Regions from separate parts of the Columba livia genome. Here region 1 is linked to region 2. A link is a contact called in public Hi-C data. All regions are on one chromosome and are shown on one strand. Each heading gives the region's core, a stretch centred on a gene start, on an enhancer-like site or on the middle of the called end of the contact. The rest is flanking DNA. Distances are from core to core; before and after follow the strand shown.

Region 1 (2,700 bases), core at 83-2,582, 38 kb after region 2:
AAGAGCCAACCACAGCAGGTAGGGGATGGAGGGTAGGACATGCAGGGTTGTCCCCCATAGACACTGGTGCAGGAAACACCGTTCCAGATTCAGCCTTCGCCCCCCCAAATTTGTTTACGCGGCACCTCGTGACTTTAATTATACTTAAAAGCAGGGTTGCAATATAAAGCGAGGATATAATTTATGGTCCAGGAGACACCTTGGGCAGGAAGACAACCTGAAGTGCCACCCAGCCAGCAGAGCGCTGAGCAGTGCAGAAGGTAATAAACTCCGGAGGAAGCTCTGAGGACACCAGCCCACATCTGGGCTTACACAGAATGAAGAAATTGACAGGAAAAAGAAGCTGCCGTGATGAAAGTCACCTTAAGCCATCCGTGTTCTGCGGGGGATGGAAAGCAAAAGTTCCTCGTGTTCTCAACATCTCCGATAAACCCGGTGCCAGAGAGTCCAAAGTTTGTTAAATCCACAAATGTAACTCGCCGGGATGGGAGGAACTTGTGCAACCCGCAGCCGGTGTGGGAACGGGTTGTGCGGGGCGAGGACACCCCGAGGAGCGGCGGCCAAGGTGAGGGGAACGGAGACGGGGCTGCCCGGCCGCCCCCCTGTGCCAAATCGCTCCGTCAGCATCGCTGCATCGTCCTCATCCCGCCGCTCCGGGGGGCGGGAGGGGCCCATCTCCCTGGGACCCCCGGCACCACCCCTGTGCCGACAGACCCGGCAGCTCCGCGGGACCCCCGTCAGTTTCCCGAAGCCAGGACCGACAATGCAAGACCCTCGGCAGGTCCCCACTCGCGGGATCCCCCGCAGGTTGCCGGTGTCGGGATCCCCGGCAGCTCCGGCCCCTCAGGACCCCCGACATCTTCCCGGGACTCTCCGCAGACGCCCGGGGTAGATCCCTCTGCAGCTCCCGGGAGCCCCGACGGGTCCCGGGACCCCCCCGCACCTCTCCGCTCCCGGGACCCCTGACAGCTCCACGACCCCAGGACCCCCTCAGGCTCCCGGTACGAGCCCCCTTTGCATCCTCCGCTCCCGGTACCCCGGTATCTCCCCGCCCCCCGGTGCTCCCCTCTTCCCCTTACCTGCCCCAGGCTGATGTACCCGTAGGCGGCGGCGAGGCGGGCAGCCTCGGCGGGGCCCCCCCGCACCCGCACGGCCCAGTGGTTGGTGTAGACGGTGCGGGAGGGCTCGGCCGCGGCTCCGCGCCCGCTCAGCGCCAGCGGCAGAGCCAGGACCAGCAAGCAGAGGCGGGAGGACGGCGGAGCGGCCACGCTCCCCGGGCCGGGGCCGGCTGCGGCGGGCATGGTGCGCTCCGCGGTGCCGAGCTGGGCGGAGCGGGGAGCTGCGCCTTTTAAAGCGGCCCCGGAGCCCGGCGGGGGCGGGGGGATGCTCCGGGCGGGGTGGGGGGGGAGGGTGGAGGCAGCGGGGAGGGCCCGGCCGGGCGGCAGCGGCGGGAAAGCGGGCGCCCGGAGGAGGGGGGGCGGTTTCTGAGCACCCCCTTGCATCCCCCTGCCTGCCGCCGGGCATCCCGCCTGCCATTCCTGCACCCCCCGTGTGTAAGCGGTACTGCTTCCCGGATAACCCCCTGCATCCCCCCGGGTGTCCCCAAACAACCCCCTGCATCCCCTTTCATGTCCCGGTCCCGCTCCGCGGAAACCCCGCTTCACACCTCAGCATCCCCCCTGCGAGCCTCGGTGCAGCCCCCCCGGCAAACCCTCTCCATTCCCCTGCATGCCCCCTACATGTGACCCGGACATGTCCTGTACCCCCTGCATCCCCCATGCATGCAGCTGTGCTGCTTTCCAGAAACCCCCCTGTACACTCCTACATTTCTCTGCACCCCCCTGCATGCAGCTGTGCTGCTTTCCAGAAACCCCCCTGTACACCCCTGCATTCCTCTGCACCCCATTGCATGTCCTGCTGCTGCTCCCCAGATACCCCCCTGCATGTCCCAGGACAGCCCCCCCCGCATCCCCCTGCGTTCCCCAGCACTGCACTCTGGGTTTCCCCCTGCACCCCCCAGCATCCTCCTTTGTGCCCCCACATCCCCCAGGCAGCTCCTCATGTGTCCTCCCAGTTTGGCCCCCCGGGACAGCCAACCTGAAACCCCCCATCACTGCCCTGCATCCCCCAGCACTGAGCCCTTGGCATCCCGCCTGCATATTCTCCCCTCTCCCTGCATCCCCCCAGGCATCCACCACCCCCCATCTCTGCACCACCCCTATAGGCATGTCCCATTGCACCTCCCCCCTGTATCCCTCCAGCACTGGTTCCCAAATCCCCCTGGCATCTTCCCTGCACCCCTCAGCATTACCTGCCATGTATCCCTGGGCATCCCTCCTGCACCCCAGGCAAACTGCAGCAAATTTTGGGGCAGGATTCCTCAGGTGACCCTGGTTGTGTAGCACCAAATGGGCACAAGGGGTACCACAGGGAGCCATGGGCACAGGCGGAGGGGCTGGAGAGTCTTTGCCTCCCACAGACACCGTTCAAAGGACAGCAGAAAGCTCGTGGGATATTAGAAAATAGGCTTTGTTAGGGAGAAGGCGATGGCGCATACAAAGGATGGGCTCAGGAACGGGTCAATGATGCTCTGTTCCACAGCCCTCCCTGCCAGCGCCGGAAGAGGCCTGCAAGTAAGCTGAGAGCTCCCCATCGCATCACATCAGAGCTTTGTTCACATCACATCAGAGCTTCACCTAC
Region 2 (2,700 bases), core at 129-2,628:
TGAGAAGGACTTGGGGGTACTGGTGGGTGAAAGATTGGACATGAGCCGGCAACGTGCACTTGCAGCCCAGAAAGCCGATCAACTACAGCTCTTGGTGCTTTCTCTCCTTCAGCCTTTGCTCCTGGACGTAGGGCTGCCCATAAACACCTTCTACCTGCAGCATTTGAGGCAGTTGCTCTGCCACTTCCACATGTGTTCCTGGTTCCAGAGAAGCTGTGGTGGGCTGGGAACATGGTGCAGGCTGCGGCATGACATTCAGATAAAGTGCACTTTTCAGGTGTCACTGCACACCCTCTTACCTGCTTTAGGAATTTGGGGAACTGTGAGGAAGAGCTGGGGGGACCTGTGGGGGAGCTGAGATGGTTCAGCCAGGCAACTCCAGCATAAAGCTGCTTGGCCCCTGGCAGAGTCTGGTTTGTGGCAGTGGGGCTTTGCAGGAGGGTGAACCACAGCGCGGGCGACATGGACTGAAGGTGACAGGCAAAGAGAAGTGGTTGAGCACACCCAGGTCCCAAATCCTGCTGAATGTCACCAAGCCACTGCTTCTGCAGCCCTGGATATAAATACTTCCCCAGCCTTCAAGGTCCGCTGAGCGAAATGAGGCAGAATGATTTCTGCATCCACTGCTGTCGAGGGAAGGATGGTTTTCCCTGAGCCATGACATTTCTGTGAACTCAGAGGATGTGATAATAGGTTAAATGCTGCAGCCACATCTGGCATCTGGCAGAGATGGCTCATGCTTTTCCTTTGGGAGCATCGAGCAGCATCACCCTGAGAGTACCGCCTGGCTGGTTCCCCAGGACTGCAGCGTCAGATCTGGCTCTGCTCTGCCCAGCAATCACTGCGGATCTGTCAGCTGGGGTCAGGCAGCTCCTGTGCTCCCTGCTTAACAAACACCCACTCCAAAGCTGTGTATGAAAGAGCATACTCAAGTTTTTATAACATCTGCATTTGTTTAAAAGCAGTTAGGAGAAAGCAAGTGAAAGAGAGAGAGCTGTCATAAGAAGAAATGAAGAATCTGTTGTACGTGACTCAGGAATCATGCGGCAGTAAAGACAACAGAGTCTTCAGTCATTTCAGGCACTCGTTGAAAGGAGATCCTCTTCAGCCTCCTGGAAAGCGGGTCCTGCCTCTGACAAGGCCAAATAAAACACGGACCTTTCGCCCTTAGCGCAATACAGCTGTATGCCTCAGCTCTGCAGCCGTGATAGAATTGTAATTGAGAGCAGACAGGCTCTTGGTCTCAAATGCTGTACACAAGCTCTTAAAAGCCCTCACTTTGTAATGGAAAGTCAAAGGAATTATTTTTGAGATGTGTATTCTCCACCTGCCACAAAACAGCAGATGGCCATGGATGCAAACTCGTAGCCAAACAGCAAACAAGGAGTCAGGCTGCACTAAGAAGATTTTTCCAGAAAACAGCTATTGTAGATTTGTCTTTGGTGCCAAGAGACAACAGAGAAATTTGCTTTAATAAATTGCTTAAATATGCATTTTTCTTGAAGATACAGCCACTCTGATCCTCTGAGCATACCAGTGTCAGAGAGACTTCAATAGCTCCAAGCGAGCATTGCAATAGCTTGGATAAATAATCTGAATTTTATTACTTTCCAGGAATTATTTCTGAGGGAGTTAGTGTCCTGGGAAACACTGGAAGCTGATGTGGTTACATGAACTCAATGTGTAGAATCAGTTTCTTTCCCTGGCAGGCTGGAGGGCAGCAGAAAGCAGGATAAAGCTGGGACTGCTGGGGGATGGTCATCCTAAATTGCATTGCTTCGCCCAGTGTGTATTTTAAGTCATGCCAAGGATGTAAGGGTAAACATATTTCTTTTTTTTTTAACATTTCGGTACATCTAAATATACCAGTGAGCAGGGATTAGAGGCAGGCCGTGGTGAGGCAGAGCTGATTCCAGACTCCTGATTCACAACTCCTGGGTTTTGACTGTGTGACACAGCAACAGAAATGAAGCCAGGAGAATTTCACCCCTCTTCTGACCACTAGTTTGGCCCGAGACCAAAAGGGGAATCCTAAAGCAACAGAAGGAATCATGGTGTGTGATAAACGACCTGATTAATTCTCATTTATCATATGACAAATGTGAAGACCTGTAAGACACATGAGCTCACAGCAGCACAGCTCTGCGAAAGTGCAAAAGCATCTTCCTTTGCAGGAGCATTCTGTTCCTTTTTTTTTTTTTTAACACTTAAAAAGCTCAGTTCCAGATATCCAGGCACTACCCTGGGCACCTGGCCCATGGTTAAACATTGCAAAACCAACAAACAAAAGGCTCCACAGCTCCCTCTGCTCCCCAACACATCAGCAGCTCTTCTTCCCCTGCCGTTCCCAGTGCCTCTGAACTGTGGAGGGGCGCTGGGGGCTGCAGGGTGCTCTGAATGCGGGTGGGAAAGGGGTACAAGCCCCCCTGCCAGCTCATCTGGCTGCAAATTCATTGCCACATCCTGCACTACCTCCACAACCAGGGAATACACCCGGCCATGCCCAAATGCAGCCCCAAACCCCGGCCAGACAGCCCTGGGTGCACCAGAGACACCAGCGTAGCCTGGCATGGGGTGGGTATTGAAAATACAAGTTTCCTCTGAAGGTAAAAGGCATTTATGAGAATAAAAGTGAGGTTTTTGCAGATGAAGCTCATCTGTTTCTCCTGCAGGTGTTCTGGGCTAATCAGGAGCTCCAGC

The links. Hi-C and Micro-C count contacts between places; a contact is called where the count stands out from the background.
Region 1: a Hi-C map of crop shows a contact between it and region 2, with 2.2 times the contacts expected there. The contact joins the promoter of PCSK6 here to the enhancer-like site in region 2. A contact is called at or near these places in 2 of 2 Hi-C or Micro-C datasets (crop and liver).

What each region holds. Positions count from the first base shown.
Region 1 is chr11:10,378,402-10,381,101 of bColLiv1.pat.W.v2, forward strand. PCSK6 (proprotein convertase subtilisin/kexin type 6) reads right to left here and starts at 1,333. Exons shown (of 21, transcript XM_065076721.1): 1 at 1,080-1,333. The coding sequence starts at 1,301. LOC135580570 (a long non-coding RNA gene) reads left to right here. Exons shown (of 3, transcript XR_010475428.1): 1 at 1-1,001.
Region 2 is chr11:10,340,718-10,343,417 of bColLiv1.pat.W.v2, forward strand. No RefSeq gene overlaps it. Among named protein-coding and RNA genes, the nearest start is that of SNRPA1, 2.8 kb to the left of the region's middle. Within about 2 kb of position 1,379, at least 1 of the 3 cell types and tissues checked has an H3K27ac peak away from gene starts, as active enhancers do.